Regions from separate parts of the Muntiacus reevesi genome. Here region 1 is linked to region 2. The links are chromatin contacts, called in public Hi-C maps. All regions are on one chromosome and are shown on one strand. The core of a region is the stretch at or near the end of the contact, and the rest is flanking DNA. Distances in the headings are between cores, read along the strand shown.

What was found. Hi-C and Micro-C count contacts between places; a contact is called where the count stands out from the background.
Region 1: a contact with region 2 is called in a Hi-C map of blood, with 3 times the contacts expected there. The contact joins the promoter of KLF7 here to the promoter of CREB1 in region 2. A contact is called at or near these places in 2 of 3 Hi-C or Micro-C datasets (blood and muscle).

Annotation. Positions count from the first base shown.
Region 1 is chr3:140,544,335-140,549,615 of mMunRee1.1, reverse strand. It overlaps KLF7 (KLF transcription factor 7), which reads right to left and starts at 1,780. Exons shown (of 5, transcript XM_065930719.1): 1 at 1,671-1,780; 2 at 1,215-1,454. The coding sequence starts at 1,316.
Region 2 is chr3:140,174,512-140,179,766 of mMunRee1.1, reverse strand. CREB1 (cAMP responsive element binding protein 1) reads left to right here and starts at 2,169. Exons shown (of 8, transcript XM_065930708.1): 1 at 2,169-3,636.

The sequences.
Region 1 (5,281 bases), core at 531-3,030, 370 kb before region 2:
GAAGTTACATGAGCAGCCACACATCAAGCCTCTCGCAGCCCTCCCCAAGGGCAAGCACGTTTCTCCAAGACGGACTGTGCACGCTCACACTTCCACCGTGCAAATCTTAATTGTCTTCTTGGACTTTCCATGATACACATTGTAGAATTTTGAAAGAATACTAAAGCATACTCGTGTCCCTCCACCTTCCCCCCATCCACCATCTTTCCTGAAGAATGTCCCCTCAGCAGCTCCCAATCCTTACTGAGAAAAACCACTGTTTCTGCAGCAGATCTAGCACTTTCCACTGACCAGCACTTTCATTATTCCACTTCACAAAGCCCAGTGAACTTGTCACCAACCCCACTTCCCCCTCCGTGGGACATCTAGCCAACTTGGCATTGGTGCCCTTCAGCATCTTAAGAGTTTCTTAACTAGTCCTCTAAGACAAAGTCAGAGGTATGGAAGCACACACCACCCTTTGTCGGAGGTTGTGCTAAGTGGAGAGGGACACCAACCGAGAGAGGGAAGCAAGGACACACGCAGAGAGTGATCTCTTTCCGCGGATCTTGCACTGGGGAAACCTACAATGCATGGTCAGCACTAGATAGATATATCTTCCCGTCCTCCTCCAAGATATCCTTGAGTACCTTTTATAACTGGGTTCCTCGTCCTCCTGCCCACCTTCTAATCTCAAAATCAAGTTCCTATTCTTTATTGACACTCGCTAATTACTAGGAAAACACCCCGCTTCGCTCTTACCGCCCCCCCACCCCCCCGCATCTGACGGCCGTCAGCACCAGTTGAAAGAGATGAACCTGATTTAAGGTACCAAGTAGGTACAGCTAGAGCATGTAGGGACGCGGTAGCTGTCTGCGATGGCTCGTTAAGCCCCAAACCAGCTTCCCACCCGGCTCCTCCGAACCCCAGAAGTTAGGCAGGTCTCTGTTGGGGGACAGTGAGCCCAACAAAATGTGCACAAGGATGTGTGTTGGTGACTGAAACGCAGGCAGCTCGGACCGGCTGCTCAGCTCGGCACACTATACGGGGTTAGGGGGTGGGTGGAGAGGTAAGCATATGACTGTTTCCGAAAACATTTTCAACAACAGACAGCCAAAAGGGGGGTAAAAAATTAAACAAACAAACAAAAAAATTCAACCCCAAGCCCACACCAACGCAGCCCCTGCGAGTCCGCCGCCACCACACGATTTACACAAGTAATTTAAATCATTCACCTGCTGCCAGGTCTCCTCCAGGGATGGCAAAGCTGAGAAGTAGCCGGTGTCGTGGACAAGTTGTAGCTCCTGGAATATACTATAACTAGCCAACACGTCCATGTTGCTGCTGCCGGGCAAAACGGGAGGAGAAACCCTCCCCCGAACACAGTTGGGTCTGTTTGTTTGTCAGTCTGTCTGGCTCACCCCCCAAGAAGGCAGACATCCAGTGGCCCTTTTGTTTTGTTTTGTTTCAGTCAACTAAAAAGGAAAAAAAAAAAAAAAAAAATCAATGCAGGAGAGAGGGAGAGAGGAGGTGAGAGAGGAGAGACTGAGTGGGGTGGATGGAGAGAAGCATCCAGCGTGTACAGTGCAGACGGCTGCCAGGAAAAGGGGACTTCTCCACGGGAGTAACAATTCCCTTCCAGGGCTCTAATCACTCCAGCTCGTGGATCAGGAAGGGGGATGCAAACTCACTGATACGAAGCTGCCATCTATTTCTGCAGCGCTGTTCGCTCCTAATGCAATCTTTGCTCTTTATTTTGGGAGGTTGCATTTTTTTTTTCTCGCGATCGCTTCTCTCCCCCCCGCTCTCCTTCCCTCCCCACCCCCACCCCATCCTTGCTAGTTTGTAGTCTCTCCCCCTCCTCCTCCTTTTCTCCTCCTCCTGCTCTTCCCCCCTCCCCAAACTCCCTCCCTCCGCCCCGCTCTCCGCGCAGCCGTGGGATCTCGGAGGAGGGCGTCCATTAGGCCGCGTGTGACCATGTAAGGTAAACAGGGGGCTCATGAAGTCACTCAGGACCAATGGGGAGCGCGAAGCGGGACCTGGGGCGGGGCTCGGCCCTGGCGGCGGGCGCCGATTGGCGAGCTGCGAATCTCCCCGCTGCCTTACAAGGCGGTGCGAGGCGAGCTATTTTTAGAGGGCTATATAAGGGGGTTGAGGCGGCCGCACAGCGGCCCGGTAGCGTGAGCGCGAGGGACGGGGAGGGTCGCGGCGACACTCGCGCCGGCTCCCGGGACGCCGAGGCGGCTGGGTTCGGGCCGCACGCCGGCCTTCGACCTTCGCTTTGGTGCCAGATGGAGCCCCGGGCGGCCGGAGCCGGCGCCCCTCAGAAGGGAGAGGGTCGCGTATCGCCATTCTGGCGTGGACGCGGCCGGTCAGGAGGTGAAAGTCCAGAATGCGGGTTTAGGATGCCTCCTGGAGGAAGAGCAGGGAGGGAGGACGAGGAAGCCGGCGTGGGCAAGAGGGCCAGCCACTTCCCACTCCGCCTCCCTCCCAGGCCCGGGGGCGGGGAACCGCGAGGGAGGGGCAGCGCAGAAGAGTTCCACAGTTCCTAAAAAATAAACCGGAGCGGGGCGGGGGGGAAAGTCACCAAAAACCCCTTCACGAATTCCCCACCAGCTACCAGGGTGCAGAGAAGAAGCGCCGGAGGAGGAAGTGCCACACAATGGAACAGAACAAAGGGGAGCGCGCAGAGTGCGGCCCGGGGCCCGCCCCGCGCCAGGCCCCGCCCCCAGCCCGCCAGCGCCCCGGAGCGCGCCGCCGCGCCCCCACCCCCCGCCCAGCCCCCGCGCTGGGGACCCGGCGAGGGTCGGAGTCCCAGTTAAGAGTTGATCGGAAGCGGACGTAGTACAAGAAGTGTGTGTTAAAGACAAGAGAGGAAGTCCGGGTAGACCTGAGGTGTTAGCAGGAGCAGGCAACTTGTTTGGGGTCTTAAACGTGAGGCCCCCTCTTGTGACTTGGAGAGAAAGTGTCAGTCAGCCAAGCTGCGGTGGGGAGAGGAGAACCCAGATTGTGTTTTCGATACAGCTAGCGTATATAGAGATATATAGATCTAGACTCTATTATCTTTTAGCCGAAAGCCCTACACTATGCCAGTTGCTAGGGTTGACCAGTTGTTTATTTGACCTTAAATGGTTAGTGTGGCTGAAGCTTCCCCAAAATGCACTGTGAGCTGAACTTCCACTTTTGGAACGATTGCAGAATTTGGTACTTAGAAATGAGAAGCTTAATTCAACTCATAATGGAAGAAACACATCCGTCTTAATCGCCCTTCTCAACTGTCTCCTTCTGACAATGTGGAACTCCATATCACAATATTTGAAAGATTCTACTTTATAGGACGAACACAATTTGAAATTCAATATTTGCGAGAGGAAATTATGCAGGAATTATTGAGTTGAGGAAAGTTTATTTACTTTTTGATGTCCTGAATTCTCTTGGTCAAATCTATAGCATCCAGTGTATGTGTATAAAATTGGTGCGCTTACTGCAAGTGTATGCACAAGAAATGCACAAAGATCTTGGTGCATTTAGTGTTATGTATACACATTCGTGGTGCTTGGAGATAAATGGTATAAAAAGGTTAAAAGTCCTACATGAATAAGGTGATATTATGATAGCGCACATATAAGTGCCAGTATGCGAAGGCTATGTGGGCCTTTCCTGTAAGCAGAAAACCACTTAGAGCCATCACACCCCAATTAATGCATTAACTGGATCCTTATGACCACTGATAGTGCCACTTACTAGCAGTGTGTCTTTGAGCCAATTGCTGGCTCAGACCCTCTGGCTACCTTTCTCAGAAACAGGAATAGTGGTATCTACTTGCCTGATCCTTATAAACAGTTAAGATGTCCTAAAATAATGTTTGTAACACACCTGACGTACTGTATCTGATGCTATTAGGTGAATACTAAATGTTAGCTGTTATTATCTCCTGGCCTTAGCTGAGTACATAAATCTGAACTAATCAGGCTCATGGGGGGATATACCAGAGTCTTAGGAAAGGAGGAAGATAGAAACCTCTTGCCTATTTGGAATACTGTCTCCCCTCACTCGCACTTGCTCTTCTGATTGGGTGGGGATAGGGAGAAGACCACCCAGAAATACTGGGGCAGAAGATATGTTCAAAAGTAATAGGGGAAGAAAAGGAAGCCAAATATAGGAAACTCAGGAGGCAAAAGACAAGGGAAGACCAAAGAACCTAATGTTTGATGTTGGAAACTCAAGTGAAATTTTTTTTGTTTTTGTATTATGCTATTACCATTTTGAACAAAATATGACATACCTGTTAATTTAGGTGTCCAAAGATTTTGCAAATAATATTTATTAAGCATGATGTGCCAAGCTGTATGGGCACATAAACATTTTATATGCAATTTCACCTTTCATCTTCATGACAATCCCAAGGTAAGTGTTTTTATTATCCCTAACTTTATGGATAAAGATACCCAAGCTTGGAAATACTAAGTTGCTCAAGGTTGCACAACCAGGAAGCAGCCAAACAGGGGTTCAAACCTAGGAGCACTTGACTTCCAAGATTGTGTTCTGAATGGGGCTTTCTGCAAGGTAAAAGACTGGGTTTCTTGGTTTTAAGTCAAGATTTGTTTATAAAAAACTTCTTCAGTGTGGAAAAGGGAGGCTTCCATTGAAGTTTTTCTCATGTAAATTGTCATACTAATAGAAGAATTCAACCAAAATTTTAGTGTAAATCCTAAAACCCTCATTATGACTTTTTTCAAAGTTTCTAGAATTCATTCTAAGAGATTTTTTCCAACAAGGCTCTCCTGAAGGCACGTTTTCAAAATTAGTCATGTTTAGCTAACTTTAATAGCTTAGAGACACTTGGTTCACATTGCAAAGCACATGCAAAGGATCGGAAGGTACAAAATAATCAACAAATTAAGATCACAAGGGAACTTTGGCAGTCAAAAAACAAAACAAAAATAAGTAGCACTGCTCTAACTATCGCATACTGAATGCTTTCTCTATACCTAGCATTTTAAACATGTCCAAAGTCTAATCTTCACCACAGTCTTTTGAGGGAGCTCTTATTGCTCCATTTTCACACATGAAAATACCAAAGGGTATTCAGAGGGTTCACATAATTTGCCCATTGTCACATGTCTCAGTGGCAAAAGCTGATTCAAATATAAGTCTGACTCCAAGTTCACTCCAAAATCTACGTCTCCCACATGTGTTGCTTTAGAAGACACTGATGATACTTTTAAAAATATCACCCTTTGAAAATCATCGTATAGGAAACACTTAAGAGTAAATAATAAGTTTATTTTATTATGAGGAT
Region 2 (5,255 bases), core at 920-3,419:
AGCCTGCCAGGCTTCTCTGTCCATGGGATTCTCCAGGCAAGAATACTGGAGTGGGTTGCCATTCCTTTCTCCAAGGGATCTTCTGGACCCAGGGATCGAACCCAGGTCTCCTGCATTGCAGGCAGATACTTTACCATCTGAGCCACCTGGGAATTCCCAAATAATTCCAATATTTTGGTATCATGTATAGGGCCAGGGTAAGAAGAGCAAGGAGAAAAGCTACATTTTGAAAGTGTATTTGACACAAAGATGAGATATATAAATAAATCTAATAATGGGAAACATTTTAATTGACACTTGTTACATGTCATTGTGCCAAGCACAACTTTCCATGAATGATCTCATTTAATTATCATAAGAACACTATGATGTAGTAGCTACTATCATCTTCACTTCACAGATGAGAAAACTGAGGTGCACGAGGGAAGACCATGCCCAAAGTCACACAGCTGAACCAGGATTTGAATCCTAAAACACTTAGAAATTTTGCACGACCACAGAGATATAATTTGTTCAATAAATACTTAATGAACACCACTGCATTGTGCCGAGGATGGGAGGAGAGAAATTCTGGTGGCAAACAAGGCGCACTTGGTCACTACCTGCACAGACTTACATGAACAGTAAACAAATAATTCCAAGAATCATGAATCAGGAAAGTGCTAAGTTACAGTTAGGTAGAAGTGGGTGACAGGAAAGAATTTCAAGGAAAGGGAATAGCATGTATAAATACCTTGAGGTGAGAACCTACAGTAGAGAACAAGAGAAAAGAGCCTTGAAAAATAAAAGACTAACATGGCTGGAGTGCAGATAGCTAGAGAAATCACCGGGGAGGCTGAGAACACAAGCCTGGATAACAGAGGGCCTGGCCTTTATGATAAGGGCTCAGATTGTGTTCAGTAAACAAAGGGAAGGACTTAAGGAATTCAATCAGGGTAGCGACTTGATCAGATTTGTATTTGTTAAAAATTACTCTGGCTGGAGGGAGGGGCAGCACAGAAGAGGAGGAAAAAAAAAAAATTACTCTGGCTGCAGTATGGCAAATGGATTAGAAGGAGCCAAGACCAGTTTTGTAGGACCTAGCTGGCAGTTACTGCAGAACTTCCAGCAAGAGGTGACGTTAGCTTCCAGTGGGATGGAAAAGTGGTCGTTAAGAACAGAGAGAAGCCACAAATCCTATTTTTTCAAGGCAGGTCTAGGGGATTCTGATGTGTGTTGGAGGTGTCTTAGGTTTCTGAACTGAGTAGATGGATAGCATTTCCTTTACTGAACCAAGGGCTATAGGAAGAGGGGTTTGGCACACCCAAGTCATCCAGATGAAAGTGTAGCAAAGGCACTTGGAAATATGAATCTAGAGTTCAAGAGCAAGATCTAGGCTTGAGCTTTGAGCTGGAGTCTTTGGCGTATGGTATATGAAGGGAACAGAAGAGGATGAGACCACCTAGGAAAGCGCATAGGTGGGACTCCAGAAGCGGGTGAAGCTCAACAGGATTCCAGTACTTAACAGCTGGCTAAAGGAGGAAAATCGGGTTGTTAAAGAACAACCAGAGAGTTAAGAGGAAAACAAGAGCGGAAGACAAGAGCATATGTGGATAAGGGTGTGGGCAATAGTGTAAGATGCCAGAACAAGGTCTTGTAAGCAGAGGCCTGAAGCTTGTCTGTGACAATTCAGAGCTGCTCCATGTGCGTGGTAAGAACAGAAACTAGACTAGAGAGGGCTGAGGGGTGAGTCATGACAGAATGTCTACGTGGTAAGAGATGGAGAGGGATTTAAAGACAGAAATCTAGACGTGAGAGACTTGGTGGTGGTTTAGTCCCTAAGTCGAGACCTACTCTTGTGACCCCATGGGCTGTAGCCTGCCGGGTTTTCTGTCCATGGGATTATCCAGGCAAGAGTACTGCAGCGGACTGCCATTTCCTTTTCCAGGGGAGAGAGGCTTAAGGCTGTTCAAATACTAGACAGAAACGCCGGTAGCGGAAGAAAGTTGAAAATAACGGAAGGAAAGGAGGTTATTCTTCAGCCGAAAGAGAAAGCAGGAGGAGATCTACAGTACTAGGCTAGAGCACGGGACGAGGGAACTCTTTCAACAGGAAGTCAGTATGGGGCGGAGCTGACTTGGACCCTCTCCGCTTCATAAGACACATTTGCGGTAAGTGTGCCTGCTAAGTTGCTTCACTCGCGTCCGACTCTTGGCAAGCCCATGGACTCGTTGCCCGCCAGGCTCCTCTCTCCATGGGATTCTCCAGGCAAGAATATTGGAGTGGCTTGCCATTTCCTTCTACAGAGCTTTAAGCGACTGAAAGTGAATTACAACAGACCTGAAAGCCCGGGAGAGAGCACTGCCGAGTTAAATAAAACGGATAATGATAAAGTCAGCATTGACTCTCGGGTGACCTCTGAGGGGGCAAGACCAGCTGCTTCCAGGCAACGGATGTCGCACTGAGGGTTCGGATGGGGAAGTAGATGAAGAAAAGGGGGCAGCGGCTGCAGTAGAAAACTGGCTGTGAAAAAGAAAGCAATACAGGATGGTTCCCCCACCCCCACCCCCCAAAAGGCGGGCAGATAGGGGGCGATTAGGGGAAGACATTTCTAAAGTGCAAAAAAGCAACCTCGGTCAGGGCAGGGCAGGGCTCGGAGGCCCAAGGTGTGCCCCACGGATCTGGCCGTCCTCGCTGCCCGGCTAAACTCCGCCAGCTACCCGGAATCCCAAGGCCTCCGTCCCCCGAAACTGAATGGTCCCACCGGCGGCCGCCAGGTTTCTCTGCGGATTCTCGGAGCGAAGCCTCCCGGCCTGCCCAAAAAGGCGGAAAACCCTTCCCACAGTGGCCCACGACGCCCCCGGGCCGCGCCGGCGCCGCGCCGAGGCCTAGCGTCCCAGCGTCCCGCCCAGGCCTCGGGAAACCGCAGAGCTGCAGCAAGCCTTCCTCCCCGGCTCCGCAGGGCTTCCGCGCTCAGCCGGGGCCCCGACCCGGTGGCGCGTCTTTCTGGTCCCGGCAGCTTTTGAAAGTTCCCGGGGCGGGCGGCGCTCTGCGGCCCAGGCCCGTGACGCTGCAGCCGCCCTAGAGCCCGCCGCTTACAGCCGCAAGGGCAGCCCGCACCGGGGGTTTCCATCGAACCGTCCACACCCCTCGGGAATTCCCCACCACGCCACACACAAACCCCAACTCTTCCTGCAAATTTCCGCCGCCGGTTTTAAACCGTCGATACGTGGCAAGAGCAGCGAGGGTGCTTATAGCCCCCCACCTCCCCACCCCCAGGTCCCAGCCCACCGCCGCTTTCCCTCTCCCGGAGGAACCCCTCCGCCGCGCCCGAAGGAACTCGAAGGTCTTCGGCAACTTCCGCCTTCAGCGCGGAGGGCGGGGCAGCTCGAGCTCCTCCCGACCGAGCTCGGCTGTTTCCGTGCGCGGCCGCTGCGCACTCGGCACTGGGCGGCGCTGGCTGGCTCCCTGGCTGCGAGTCCTCAGTCGGCGGCGGCTGCTGCTGCCTGTGGCCCGGGCGGCTGGGAGAAGCGGAGTGTTGGTGAGTGACGCGGCGGAGGTGTAGTTTGACGCGGTGTGTTACGTGGGGGAGAGAATAAAACTCCAGCGAGATCCGGGCCGCGAACGAAAGCAGTGACGGAGGAGCTTGTACCACCGGTAAGAGGAGCAGGAGGAGGAGGCAGGAGCCGGAGAGAGCCGGGGGGACGGAGGGGGGACGGGGAGGCGCCGGACACCCGCGCTCGGGGCCTTCCCCTCGCAGGAGGGGCCGCGGTAAAGATGGAGCCTCCGCCCGAGCCCCACACCATCGCCGCCGCTCGCAGCGAACAAAGAATAATGGCGGCGGACTGGAGCCAGCGGCGGCCGGGGCGGCAGCGACTCTGCCTGCAGCCAGCGGCGGCGCTCATGGCGGGGGGCGGCGGGGCGGCGGGCGGGGTGGGAGCCGGCGGCCGGGGGTGTGTGCGGGCGGGCGGCCGGCCGCGGCGAGCTGGCGCCCGCGTTCCCGCCGCCGCCGGGCCGGGCCGGGCCGGGCGCGGAGCCGGGAGCCCGGAGCCGCCCCGGGGGAGGCCGCCCGCCGGCCCGGCCGGCTCTACCCCCTGCGCCGCCTGCCCGGCCCCCGCCGACAACGTCGCCCCCCGACCCGGCCCGCAGTCCGTCGGGGTAGCGCCGCCGGGGTGCCCGCGGGGGGTGGAGGAGGAAGAAGGCGACTGTTGAGGGCAGAGGAGGTGAAGGTGCCTGCCTTCCTGGTAGCCTCCGTGTCTGCCATGCCCGCCTAGCGAGGGGAAGCGGTGCTCCGTCTGACCTACTCTCCTCTCCTCTCTTTGTGCAATAAAGTTCGAAACCCAAGGTTTTCCTCTCGTCCTGTATTTTATTCACGCCCTTTCCCCCCGCTCCCGCTCCATTGGGAAAATGCTGTTTTCTGTGCTTTTCTGCTTACATGAGGTAATGAGAACTCGCGCTTTTTAAAATAATTTTTTGACTCTTTCCCTCACCCTCTTTTTTTTTTTTCTTCTAAATCAGTAGTCATGGAAATGCATTCTTTGGGGGAGGAAAGGGGTGCTAGGAAAAATATATTTGTAATTAAAAAAAAAAAACCTATTGGGATCTTGTAAAAGGGAAGCTGATGTTTGAAAAGAGTTTCGGTTTTAACCTTTTTCAATAAGGTAATCACTTGAGAGCGATCATTCTGAAACACTTCGTTGAAACGAGTATTAGCGACGTACTTTTGTTTCACATCACCTTGGCGGGGGCAGCCGTGGTGTTGGGTCCTTTGGCTCTCCCCTCGCACCCCGACCATATTTCTCACATCTTTCTTAAATACGAGATTGGTTAACCCTAAATCTAAAAATAGCGATTTAAAAGTATCCATTATTTTCCTCGCCCGTAGTAGGCAACCCTAGCCCCAGACTCACAATAATTTAAGTCACAAAGTTTATTTTTTCTTTTCCTGTTGGGGAAAAGGGACAGCAGAAAAATCATTGACACATCAAAAATTAAAAGACAATTTTTAAAGGACCATGGGATGTGACCTATTTAAGTTTGTCTTACCTTCTTCAGAAGTTAAAATTTCATGCAAGCGTTAGCTTTCATCAGTTCTGCCTTGTAAAGGTTTAGTATAAAATACTTTTGGTTGCCAGTTGTTGAAATCTTTTACATTCATTTCCTGATTTAAAAATAAAGCCAAAACGGTTACTTTAAGGTGATGCAAAAGATTGTTTTTAAAATACTTCCCTGTCTCATGGTATGATAGAATGGTGATTGATACAAGGTTTCTTGTT